4 separate regions of the Mus musculus genome follow, and regions 1, 2 and 4 are each linked to region 3. The links are chromatin contacts, called in public promoter capture Hi-C maps. All regions are on one chromosome and are shown on one strand. The core of a region is the stretch at or near the end of the contact, and the rest is flanking DNA. Distances in the headings are between cores, read along the strand shown. Region 1 holds the start of Nudt4 (nudix (nucleoside diphosphate linked moiety X)-type motif 4). Region 2 holds the start of Ube2n (ubiquitin-conjugating enzyme E2N). Region 3 holds the start of 4930525C09Rik (RIKEN cDNA 4930525C09 gene). Region 4 holds the start of Cep290 (centrosomal protein 290).

Region 1 (2,700 bases), core at 30-2,529, 2.2 Mb after region 3:
ACCGGAGGCCTTCCAGGAATGAAAAACAAAACGGATGTGGCTGTCTAAACAGTTCTGTGGGAAGTGAAGCTCCTGTAGGTTAGGAGTTCGGGTTTTGAAATAGGGTCTCATGTAGACCAGTCTAGTCTCACCAGTTCTAAATGGCAGGGAATGGCCTTGAATTCCGAATCCTTCTGTTTTGGGCTCTCAAGTGCTGGGATCACATACCTGGGATTCCACACCTGATTTGGATTAGGGGTTTTCTTGAATTCCAGTGATGTCAGGTCTCCTACTTTTTTTCTTTTTCTTTCTTTTCTTTCTTTCTTTCTTTCTTTCTTTCTTTCTTTCTTTTTTTTTTTTTTTTTTTTGGTTTATGGTTTTAGGTTTTCGAGACAGAGTTTCCTCTGTATAGCCCTGGCTGTCCTGGAACTCACTCTGTAGACCAGGTTGGCCTTGAACTCAGAAATCTGCCTGCCTCTGGCTCCCAAGTGCTGGGATTAAAGGCGTGCACCACCACTGCCCACCGGTCTCCTACTTTCTATCTTGGCTCTTCAATAGCACTGAAATATTGGGAGTTGTTCCAAGTGCCTAAAACTGTAAGCTTCCAGACAACAAACATCCCACTGATTTACTGCTATGGCCTTACTTAGAATGAGATACACACAGAATAACAGCCATAACCAGTGTTCATGAATGCACTCTGGAGGGTCAGCGGAGGTGGGGATGCCACAACACAGACAACTGGCTATAGTCCACTTCAAAGCCTCAGCTGACTCTTCAAGAGCACATAAAAGCACTCTCATCGAAACAGAGGAAGTGGGGAGAGGGAGAAGGAAGGGGAGAGGAGAGAGAGAACTCAATGAATTTAACCTTCCTAGCCTTCACAAGCAATGCTAACCGCGATGCTTCAGTAGTCCTGCCATGGCTCCGGGGACCTTGGCTCCAGGACCCAGTACTGGGGTCCGTCCCTAAAGGGAACTCTATCGGACCTCTAAAACGGAGAACGAGGAGGTCTCTGCTCGCTTCCCTTCCCTGGCCTTGTACAAAGCGCACCCCCCCCCCCAAAAAAAAAAGGCCTCTGGAGCACTCGCCCGCGGGCAGGGCAGAGCTGGCGGAGCCCTAGACTTAGGCCTCGAGCCCCGCCCCCCGGCTGGTCGAAGCCGCGCCCCCAGCTCCCCACCCTACCCCCGCCCGGCAACGGTCCTGGCGCGCAGGCGCACTGGCGCGCCCAAAGGAGGGAGCGCGCCGGCGCGCGCGCGCGGGAGCCCCGCTTAAATGCGGGCGAAGGGGGCGGCGCGCATCCTCGGCGTCTCTGCCCGGTCTGCACCGTCGCTTCCAACTGTCTCCGCGTGGCACGAGCCACGAGCCGCGCTCTTCCCCCGGCGGCGGCGGCGGCGGCGGGTGCAAGCAAGGAGTGGCTGCGAGCGGCGGCGGGCTCCATGGAGAGCGGCGGGCGCCGGAGCAGAGGCGGCGCTTCCACCGCTGCGCCCGGACTGCAGTGACCCGCGTTCCGCCCCGCGTCCCGGCGGCCGCCCGGCCTCGCCGTCCGTGTCCGTGCCGCCGCCGCCGCCCGTCCCACCGGCGCCCGAGCATCGCGACTTCCTTCGGCCCGACTCCCCGGCGGGGTGGCGGCGGCCGGGTCCCCACGGTGGCGGCCGGAGCAGCGGCTGCAGGAGCCCGGCTCTAGGATGAAGTTCAAGCCCAACCAGACGCGGACGTACGACCGCGAGGGCTTCAAGAAGAGGGCGGCCTGCCTGTGCTTCCGCAGCGAGCAGGAGGACGAGGTAAGCGCGGGGACAAAGGCTGGCGACCGGGCTTCATCCCGCACCCCCCTGCACCGCCCGGGCCTGCGGGTCACCGGCAACCCCCACGCCCGGAGCTGGAGATCGGCCTCCGGGGTTCGCCAGCCTGCCTTTTAGACCTCCCATTAGGTCGCAAGCTGTTGGCTTCATTACGTAGATACCTCCTTTTGCAAAGCGGACTCCGCTTTTAAAGTTTTTCTGACGACCGAAAGATGGCCAGCGAGAGATGTGGAATGACGCCAGAAGGGACAAGATAGGCCAGGAACGGGGCGAAGTTGCCCTTTTCAGCCCGGCCATCTCTCGCTCTTCTGGTTTCTCAAGGCTGTTCTGCGGTGTGACTTGACATCTGGGAAGGAGCGGCGTGTGATTTTACCCGACCCTTCGCCCTGCTTTGGACGGATAGGGACCTTTGGAGTAATCTCTGGGAGAGCCTATTTTATTTCACTTCAGTTCTATTCGGTTTTAAAATGATTCCGTTTTCATCCTGCTCTGGATAGTTCAGTCACTTGGTAGCTGGGGGAAATCTTGTAGCGCTGCCACGCCTAAAATGAACTGATAGAGGAAAAAAAGTTAGCGTTCTGAGTTCTGCTTCTGTAGCCGCGTCCAGGGAAGCACCAAGCATAAAACTGGAGATGGGATCTAATGGCTTCCTTATTGCTAGCCCCTGAAGTTATGATAAGTATGACAGCGTACACTCAGTGGTGGTTAACAGATAGCCGCGTGCTTGAAAGTTAGGATCTTTAAACCGCTTTTGCTTTTTATTTATTTATTTTAAAGGTTGATTTGAAAGCTTCTAAGTGTTAAACCCAAATCCCGAAGGAACTTCTAGAGAAAGGTCTTTGAGCTGAGTCTACTTAGAAGAGAACGGAATATAGGACCTTTTAAAAGTGCACAAAGGACAAAAAAGGCCAACAAGCCT
Region 2 (2,796 bases), core at 27-2,526, 2.2 Mb after region 3:
ATTCAAGCACCTTTCTGTCAATGACACCCCAGCCTCACAGACATTTGTGACTGCCTGAAGAACTACAGTGTCTCACACCCTTCAAAGAGGCCCTCCACTTACTTTGTACAAATCTCCCCTAAAACTTTGGAAGAGTGGAACAATGCTATAAATATATGTTCAGTGGATTACAGCAAGCAAAGTGAAGCTTCAATTTGAGCACTTAGCTGGCAAACTGGGCAGTGCAAGATTTTTTTAACCAATTTCCTACATTAAAAAAAAAAACAGATGCCAAAAAATGTTAAAAATTTAGTTTTCTTGGGTTATAACACTATGAAGACTTAATGGTGTTATGTAAAGATTTTAGGAAATCAAGATACGAGGTTTATACCCCCGTGGTTCCTTATGTATTTATCAAAATTCAGTATCCCTAAAGAGCCCCAGGGCCGCTCAAATAAGGCGCACAAAAGCTGAGAGGCAAACTGTTTCACAGATCATCCCCATAACCGAGGCCCTTGAGGCCCTTGCCTCGGAGAAGAGAACAGTCTCCAAAGAGTTAGCCAGCCGAAGTACAATCACAGCGCTACCCAGCAGAAACACCGGGAAGCGAACGCGGAAGCCAGGGCAACCGGGCGGCCAGCCCCGGACGTCGCTAGGAGGTGCGGGGCAGCCAGGACCAACCTGTGCTGTCGCCGGCAGAACCCCGTGGCCCTCCCGGAGCGGCCTCTCCCGGCCCGCGGCCCCGCCCGGCTCTCGGGGTCGGTCCATTCATTCCGCACCCGGGACTGCCGCAGCCCCGAGCCCCTGCGGAGGAAGAGAAGGGAGCTCCGGGGCAGAGCGGCCGGCCACGGGCCACCACCCGCGCCCAGAGTCCAGGCCACGCCGCGATTCCCGCCCCGCGGAGGAACAGAAGCCGCCGAGGCCCGCACCGGTCCCGCGCCAGAGCCCGAAGCCCGCAGCCCCGCCCTCTCCCGGGCAGCCGCCAGGGCCTCCCCGGCCGCGGCCGCACCGCCCGGGCGTCCCGCTTGTCCGGCGTTCAGAGGCGGCCGGAAGTCTCCCCGGCGCCCCCTCCTCAGCGCCCGACTTCCTCGCCGCCGAGGCCGGACCCTTCTCCGCGATGCCTTAGAGAGGCCTCTCGGAGGCTGCGGAGGGAAGCGGACGGCCGCGCGGCCCGGCGCGCCGGAGCAGAGCCAGTGGCCCGAAGCCCGCCTGGGCGGTTACCTTGATGATCCTGCGGGGCAGCCCGGCCATCTTGTCAGATCCCGAGTTCGGCCTCTGCTCTTGTCTCCGGCTCCGCTCTCCTCACGCTCGAGTGGAAGTCCCGGGCTCCACTTCCGGGGAACGTCGCCGCGCCCGCCTGTCGCTACCTCCGCCGAGGCCCCTCGGGAAATGTAGTCCCTGCTAGGACGCGGGCTTCCGACAGCCTTCCCTCCGACCTGGTGGCCCCCTCCCCCGCGCTCCCCGCCCCAACCCCAGCCGGGGGTGGCGGAAGTGACGCTCCGCGGCGGGGCAGGGACTTGGGGGGAGGCGGCGCGAGGCGGCGCCGAGCTTCTTGGCCCGTGGCAGAATCGGCAACACTGGGCGGCCGGCGTCCACGAGCGAGCGCTGTACGTGCGACCACGCCTGCGTCGGGGGGCGACGTAACAAAGGCCCGGCCCCCGACGCAGCCCATTCATTCATTCGTTCCGTTTGTTCATTCAGCGTGTCCGCAGTGCGCGTGGCGGGCTGGCGCTGCAGCGGTTCCCTGCGGACAGGGCAGGCGGGTCGCGCGCTCCTCCTCGGTGGCGAACAGGCCGGAAGTCAATACCAAAGCTTCTAACTGGGAATAACGCTGCTTGCCAAGGACCACACACACACCCGCGACAAAAAAAATTTTTTCTAAACGTTTAAATTTCACATAAAAAAGGGGGCCTCTCTGGCGCTCCCCAAAAGAGAGTTCGGAACAAGGGAGGAGGCAAAAGGCACGGCCTCTAAACGCCTGGATCCTGCAGGATATTTAATCTTTGTGGTTGTTGGTTTTCCTGAGAAAGGGCTCCCTATGTAACCAAGTCTGGCCTGGTGCTCTCTATTCTGTACGCACCGAGCTGACTTGGAACTCGTGATTCTCCTGCCTCTGCCCCCTGAGTAGAGCTAGGCTTGTGCCACCACTTAAGGTTGAGCCTAGCAATCGAGATTTACGTGCTAACTAGAAGAAGGATCTGATTAGAGTGTAAGGGTCCATGCATGATTCGCTGAAGAATGATACCCCAGACCCAAACGGTATGTAAACGCAGAGAGGGCTTTATTCTGCAGAAGTCCAGCTTGCTAGGGTCTCTCATTCCAAGATGGAGACCTGGAAGTGAGCTCACAGTTCAGATTTAAAGCACATTAGGGGTGTGGTGGGGACATGAGTGGCTGAAAACTGTTGCTGAGGAAGTCTGGAAACTACTGCTGACCCACTGTCCTTGCTTCAGGCCAGGTGGTGGGGCAGCTTCTGAGGCCTGGACTTGCCTAGTTCTTAGAAACAGGGATTTAGGCCTCGTCTTCTGAATTGCCAATTTGAAGTCAGCCTAGCCTTCTCAAGGGGATAGAAAAGCCTGTAATCCCCAAAGGCGTTGGATTACTCATAGAATGAGGGCCCTAAAAGTGGAGGTGTCTCACAAGGATCGCTGGGTGTTTCCATTTCTTTTCATGTTGCTGTGGTAAAACACCCTCCAAAAGCAACTTAAAGGAAAAGGGTTAATTTTAGCCCCAAGTTGCATCACAGGGAGACAATCCCAGCTGGTCACATCAAATTCATAATCAGAAATAGAGTTGGGAGGCAGAGGCAGGCAGATT
Region 3 (2,700 bases), core at 138-2,637:
CCATGGCCACACTGTTGGCATCATGCATGAGGGTAGGGATTGGGGGGATCTTTAGGAAGTCCCAGAGATGTTAGATGGGGGAGGCTGTCAGGAATCAACAAAATTATCTTTTCGGTTGGGAGGCCACCACAACCTGTGGTGAACTGTACTAAAAGGTCACAAAATTAGGAAAGTTGAGAACCATGGATATAAAGGATCCTTGTTCCAGGAAGGCTCAGTATATGATCACAGAATTATTGATTAGAGTTAAAGATCAATGGGCTAGCAACACAAGGACCCAGTATGGAATACAGCTTATTCACATAAGGGTTAGCATCAGGCTATGGGGGTGGGGGGTGGGGGGTATTGTTCTCATGAGCATAACAGCACATACTGCATACTTGGGAATCTTCCAAGGCTGGCAAGGTTTTCAGAGGAGCATATTATCAAGGAATACAGAGAGCTGGGCAGAGCAGAGGGTGTGAGTGCCAGGGAAGCATCTTGAAAGGGGCCGGCCTGGCTTATAACTATTCTCAGTCCCCTTAAACTTGTCCTCCCTAAACACAGCCTCATTGTTCTCATAAACTGGACTCTGAACCTGCGGCTTCATGCTCTGAGAACCTTCTCTTGAAATGCCTGACAATCTTATCTTTTAATTTGTGTTGAAGGTATCCTCTGGTAAAGCCCTGGAGAATGGCCTAGGACATAGAAGCTTGCCCCGTCCTGTGCCTTCTTACCTCCACTTCCATGAGCCACTGCCTCCTCCACCCCTGAACAAAGGCTATTCCAACTTTCACTACATGCCTGGACATAAACTCACTCTCTCTGTCTCTCTCTCTCTCTCTCTCTCTCTGTCTCTCTGTCTCTGTCTCTCTCTCTCTCTCTCTCTCTCTCTCTCTCTCTCTCTCTCTGTGTCTGTGTGTGTGTGTGTGTCTGTGTGTGTGTGTGTGTGTGTGTCTGTGTGTGTGTTTCCCTCTCTTTATGAGTGTGTGAGGTGAGGATAACTGGAGTTGTGGGCCAAACAAGGGCATCTGTGAGAACTTTGCATTTGCCTGCCTGTGTTCATTCATATAACACAGCATTCACTGTTAAAATCCATGTGTGTCTGTGAGTGTGTGTGTCTCTGTGTATGTGTGTTTGTGCACATGTGTGTGTATATGTGTGTGTGCATATGTGGTGTGTGTGTCTGTGTGTATATTAATTTAAGAGATAAATCACAGAAGAAATAAAAAGCTTTCTCCCCTGTTCCTTTACATAGAACATTAGAGCTTTGTGCTGTCCCTCACAGATCCTGGGTCTGGACCCTGATATGAAGGATTCATACCTCACAGAGAAGAGCTAGAAACGGTGGTGCCAGTGAGCAGTGAGGCGGCACATCAGGGAGATAGGGAGAATGGATGGCTACCTTGAGGTTGCAGGGGCTGAGGGACTTTACATTCTGAGCAGTTGCCAAGGTAGCCTTTGTGAGAGACCGGGAGGGTGTCCCATCAAGGTTCCAAATGGAACCAGACCAAAGTTTTCATGATTGCCCTGAACATGACAATGATAACCCTCTTTCCTGACGAAGGCCCCTGCTGAGGGTACCAGACAGAAACACTGCAAGGGTCGTATAAGTTGGTACAGCAAATCCTTTTCAAGAGTCTATTTATAGAAACTTCGTTTTGAATCTGAAGCAGCCACTTATGTTGAATGCAGAGGAAACGTCAAGGTACAGCTAGGCAGAAGGAGCCACAGCGTGGCAGTGAAGTGCTTGGGTCGCATTTTAGTATATTCTGCTTTTGTTTTACTATTTAGGACGTTTAGCTAGAACCTTCATTTCCACTCCAGAACAGCCTAGAGTTCACTGTGTGGTAGAGAAGCGCCTTGAACTTTTGACTGTCCCGTTTCGTCCTCTCTAGAGCTGAGATTACAGACACGGGTTATTACACGGGGCTGCCTTTTCATTCTGTGAAGCTGGTTACCGCAAAAAAACTAGTGAGTTTTCAGCAGCAAAGGAAATAGCTCTCAGCTCTCCATTGTCAGTTACCAACTTTTCAACTGGGATATAAGGCCTTAGTTTCTTTTATGGTTCATTTAGAAAATGGGGTTTTGGGGTTCCTAGATGCTCGGGATGTAATGCATGTTAAGTTTCCTTGCAAATGACTATGATAATGCTGATACTTTAATTCAAATTCCTCCCACCACCCCCCCCCTTTACACGGGATAATAGGATGCATCAAAGCACTCTGTACTAGGTCTAAGAGAGGAAGTTACAGCCATGCATCCTCTAGGCCAGCTCCATGTCTCTTGAACCTGAAAGACTTAGGTGGAGCAGTGGGAAAGTCAAAACATGGCAAACAGAAGTGGAGAATTTACAAAGCAAAGTGGGAGAGACACAGGGTGAGAGTGAGCCACCTCAAAGATGTGGGCCATTAAAGGGAGAAGAGGATGAAAAGGAAAGAAATGTTTTCCTTTTTGTGAATTCTATGCAGGTTTTTATTCCACATCACTTCTACTTCCAAGTGGCTTGGCTGTTTTATATACTATTGTTTCTTCCTTTCAATATAGAAAAGTCTAACTAAACATACCTCAGGGTCTCTCCTTACTCAACCAGAAAATTGAGCACGTGAATGAAGAGTCACAGAAGAACACTAGAGGACGTGGTGAGATGGCTCAGAAGGTAAATGTGCTGGCTGATAAGGTGACCCCAGTTCTGACCCCTTAAACCCACGTGGGTAAAGG
Region 4 (2,700 bases), core at 134-2,633, 2.8 Mb before region 3:
TTCATAAGTACATTTCTTTACCAAGTATGATTTAAAAACCTTTATTCCCTTCTAAAATGCTGATAACCAAAATATACTCTCAAACTCTTGAACAGTATATCCCAAATTACTGGCCCCAAATATTTTTCTATATGCTTTTACCTTAATGTAAAGAATACATATTCTTTCTCAGTATTTATTTATGAAGAATCTAGAATCCTCTTATCATTTCATGTATAGCTTATAGGGGAGAGATTTTGTATTTTATTTGACCATATGATTCTTTATGACTCTTTATGTTTCTCCTAAAAAATATTTCTTTTCCTACACACTCTTTCCTACAAACCTTCATTAGAGACTGGGTAATTCTGAATAGATGTATCATGTTTTCTTGGTCTTCATTTTTTAGTTCATTTACTTCCACCTAAGGAAACAAACACACAAAAAATGGACTATTTCATACCCTGCACATTAAATACAAGCACTCTTCCAGTTATAGCATTCAATGATTTCAAGAAGCAATTTCAATTCATGACATTGTACATCAGGCTCTGTGTACAAATCATTTATTAAGTACCTTGGATAAAGATATCAATAATTTATCTGCTAACTCTTCTTGCCGTGGCAGGTCATCTGGATCAACTTTGATTAATTCTTTCCACTTTATATTAGGTGGCATCTTGAATTCTTTCACTGTCTCTCAGCCTCTACAAAGAAGCAGGTGGATTTTAGCATTTTCAAGGAAAATGGCCTTGCAGTGTTTACATGATCATGAGCGGTCTTACTTAACTCTCTAGGTGCTGGCTAAGAGCTATGGCTCCTGAACTGCAAAACAGATGCAGAGGCAAACAGCCTCGACGAAAATTAGTTCCCCTGACACAGGCTATACGATAATGTACACGCTAAATTATTATTTTCTTGCTAAGACGAATTCGGAGCTAAAACCCCGAGGCCCCTTTTCCAAGTCCCCTACCATCAATGATGGTACCAACTCCCAAGATGTTTGGAAGTTTTTGAAAACCTTCTGAGGAAAGGGGACCAGAGGATTTTTAAAGTAGATAAAAAGACTGAGCTAAATGAAGTGTTTGCGGAATCAAGCTCAATCAGGGAGGCCGAGACGACACTGCAGACAAGAGCGACAGAGGTCTGGATAGGTAGGGCTGCACCCTGTCCCTCGGGATTACGATCCTGTGAACGACACTAAGCGGCTCCGGCTCACGAGGATCCACCCACCGAAACCAAGACCTGCCACCAGCAGCAGTCACTCATCTACAGCGACCACCTCCGGGTTCGGCCACCGCCCCGGCCTCACGCTTCCCAGAGCGGTCCTCGCGCACTCAGGCTGCTCCCGCCAACTCTTCCCGACCGAGCCGAAGCGGCGCCGGCTGCTAGGCGACACCACTCCCCGCCCCCCAGCCTGCCAAGACCGGAACTAGGCCCCGGGATACCTGGGAAGACTACATTTCACGACCCTGGAAAAAGCTTTACGGCTCTATTTCCCCTCCAAGCCCTCCTTACTGTGGATGAGGGAGAGCCGTGAGATGAGGACTCTACGTCCCAGAGTGCAGTTCGGCGTCGCGGCTGTGCATCCTGGGATTGGAAGTTTTTGGGAAGAGCGGCGCGTTCCCGGCGTGCAATGCGGGAGTCTGCGGCCGCCCTGGAAGAGCTGGGGGAAGGCTCGGGAGGCGGGAGGAGCGGCTGCTAAGGTGCGGCCGCCCCGGAGTCCGAGCGTGGCAGGCTATGACTGTGTTTTCTGCGGAGTCCTTCTCCGGTCCACCATCCCAGAAGCTTTCCTGAACCGTCTCCTGGCGGAGCCGCCCTCAGGTGAGGTCGGGGCGTGTCAACCCACAGCCAGGAGTAGCTCAGGGAACCTTTGCGTTTTTAGGGAAGCGCTAGCTTGGGGCTGCCGAAGGGCTGGCGGATCTTGCAGAGGTTTGGGAAAGAGTCCTCCGGCTACTCAGGTAGGTGCGAGGGGCTCCCAGTTAGTGGCTTCCCTAAGAGGGGAGTCAATAAAAGTTTCCAGCCTCCTTGGTGTCTGGGAAAGTGGAGCGCCCCCACCCCCACCGCACCCCCTGAGTTCACGCTCTGGTTGAGTGAAGAAGGAGCGTCAAGATGGGGCAGCCTCCTGCAGCAGCTTGCGGATTGTAGTGCTTATTAGGTTAATAAGAGTGGAGTGAAGGCCAAGGAAAGAGGAGCCTTAGTGCGCCCAAGGCTCTTAAGCCGGGCTGGAGGGAGGGAGGAGGGCCATGCCAAGCGATGGCATTTTGCTGTCATTTGCTGGGTACCAAGGGAGTTCTTGGGGGAAAGTGCCTTCTCCTTCTCAGATGTTAATCTTCTTACTCAGGGAACTGTTGCCAAATGCACAGCTATTCTACACCAGCAGGTAACTTTAGGAGCTGTAAGCATCTATTTGAAAGAGTGCGTCTCGTATATATGTATGAATGTATGTATGTATGTATACGTGGATAGATATATAAGGTACTTATACATATCATACATAATAGATATTAAGTAATTAAAAGAAAAATGTAGACAGTTACATTTTTCTTTTGAAAAGATTTCTGCGGTTGAGAAAAACAAATAGCACAAAAAAATGGTATTTGAAACAAATTTTAAAGACGTTCTTCAGATTTGTAGGCCTGATTGCAGTGTTTGCTTTATTTCTAAATACTGTTTAGTTTTGGAATTATTCTTTGTGGAGATACAGCAGTATTATCCGCA

The links. Promoter capture Hi-C pulls out the DNA fragments that hold promoters and counts their contacts.
Region 1: a promoter capture Hi-C map of pre-B cells shows a contact between it and region 3. The contact joins the promoter of Nudt4 here to the promoter of 4930525C09Rik in region 3. A contact is called at or near these places in 1 of 39 promoter capture datasets (pre-B cells) and 2 of 484 Hi-C or Micro-C datasets (B cells and CD4 T cells).
Region 2: a promoter capture Hi-C map of hippocampal neurons shows a contact between it and region 3, with 7 times the contacts expected there. The contact joins the promoter of Ube2n here to the promoter of 4930525C09Rik in region 3. A contact is called at or near these places in 1 of 39 promoter capture datasets (hippocampal neurons) and 1 of 115 datasets of contacts at active chromatin or transcription factors (astrocytes).
Region 4: a promoter capture Hi-C map of hippocampal neurons shows a contact between it and region 3, with 2.9 times the contacts expected there. The contact joins the promoter of Cep290 here to the promoter of 4930525C09Rik in region 3. A contact is called at or near these places in 2 of 39 promoter capture datasets (hippocampal neurons and liver).

Annotation. Positions count from the first base shown.
Region 1 is chr10:95,562,725-95,565,424 of GRCm38.p6, reverse strand. Nudt4 (nudix (nucleoside diphosphate linked moiety X)-type motif 4) reads left to right here and starts at 1,279. Exons shown (of 5, transcript NM_027722.5): 1 at 1,279-1,763. The coding sequence starts at 1,668.
Region 2 is chr10:95,513,642-95,516,437 of GRCm38.p6, reverse strand. Ube2n (ubiquitin-conjugating enzyme E2N) reads right to left here and starts at 1,276. Exons shown (of 4, transcript NM_080560.3): 1 at 1,201-1,276. The coding sequence starts at 1,230. It overlaps Gm46239 (a long non-coding RNA gene), which reads left to right and starts at 2,182. Exons shown (of 2, transcript XR_001779843.2): 1 at 2,182-2,238.
Region 3 is chr10:97,713,459-97,716,158 of GRCm38.p6, reverse strand. It overlaps 4930525C09Rik (RIKEN cDNA 4930525C09 gene), which reads right to left and starts at 1,387. Exons shown (of 3, transcript NR_130993.1): 1 at 1,304-1,387. All of the region lies in intron 4 of Gm10754 (predicted gene 10754), which reads left to right.
Region 4 is chr10:100,486,265-100,488,964 of GRCm38.p6, reverse strand. Cep290 (centrosomal protein 290) reads right to left here and starts at 1,383. Exons shown (of 54, transcript NM_146009.3): 1 at 1,213-1,383; 2 at 557-686; 3 at 326-403. The coding sequence starts at 658. Tmtc3 (transmembrane and tetratricopeptide repeat containing 3) reads left to right here and starts at 1,618. Exons shown (of 14, transcript NM_001110013.1): 1 at 1,618-1,803.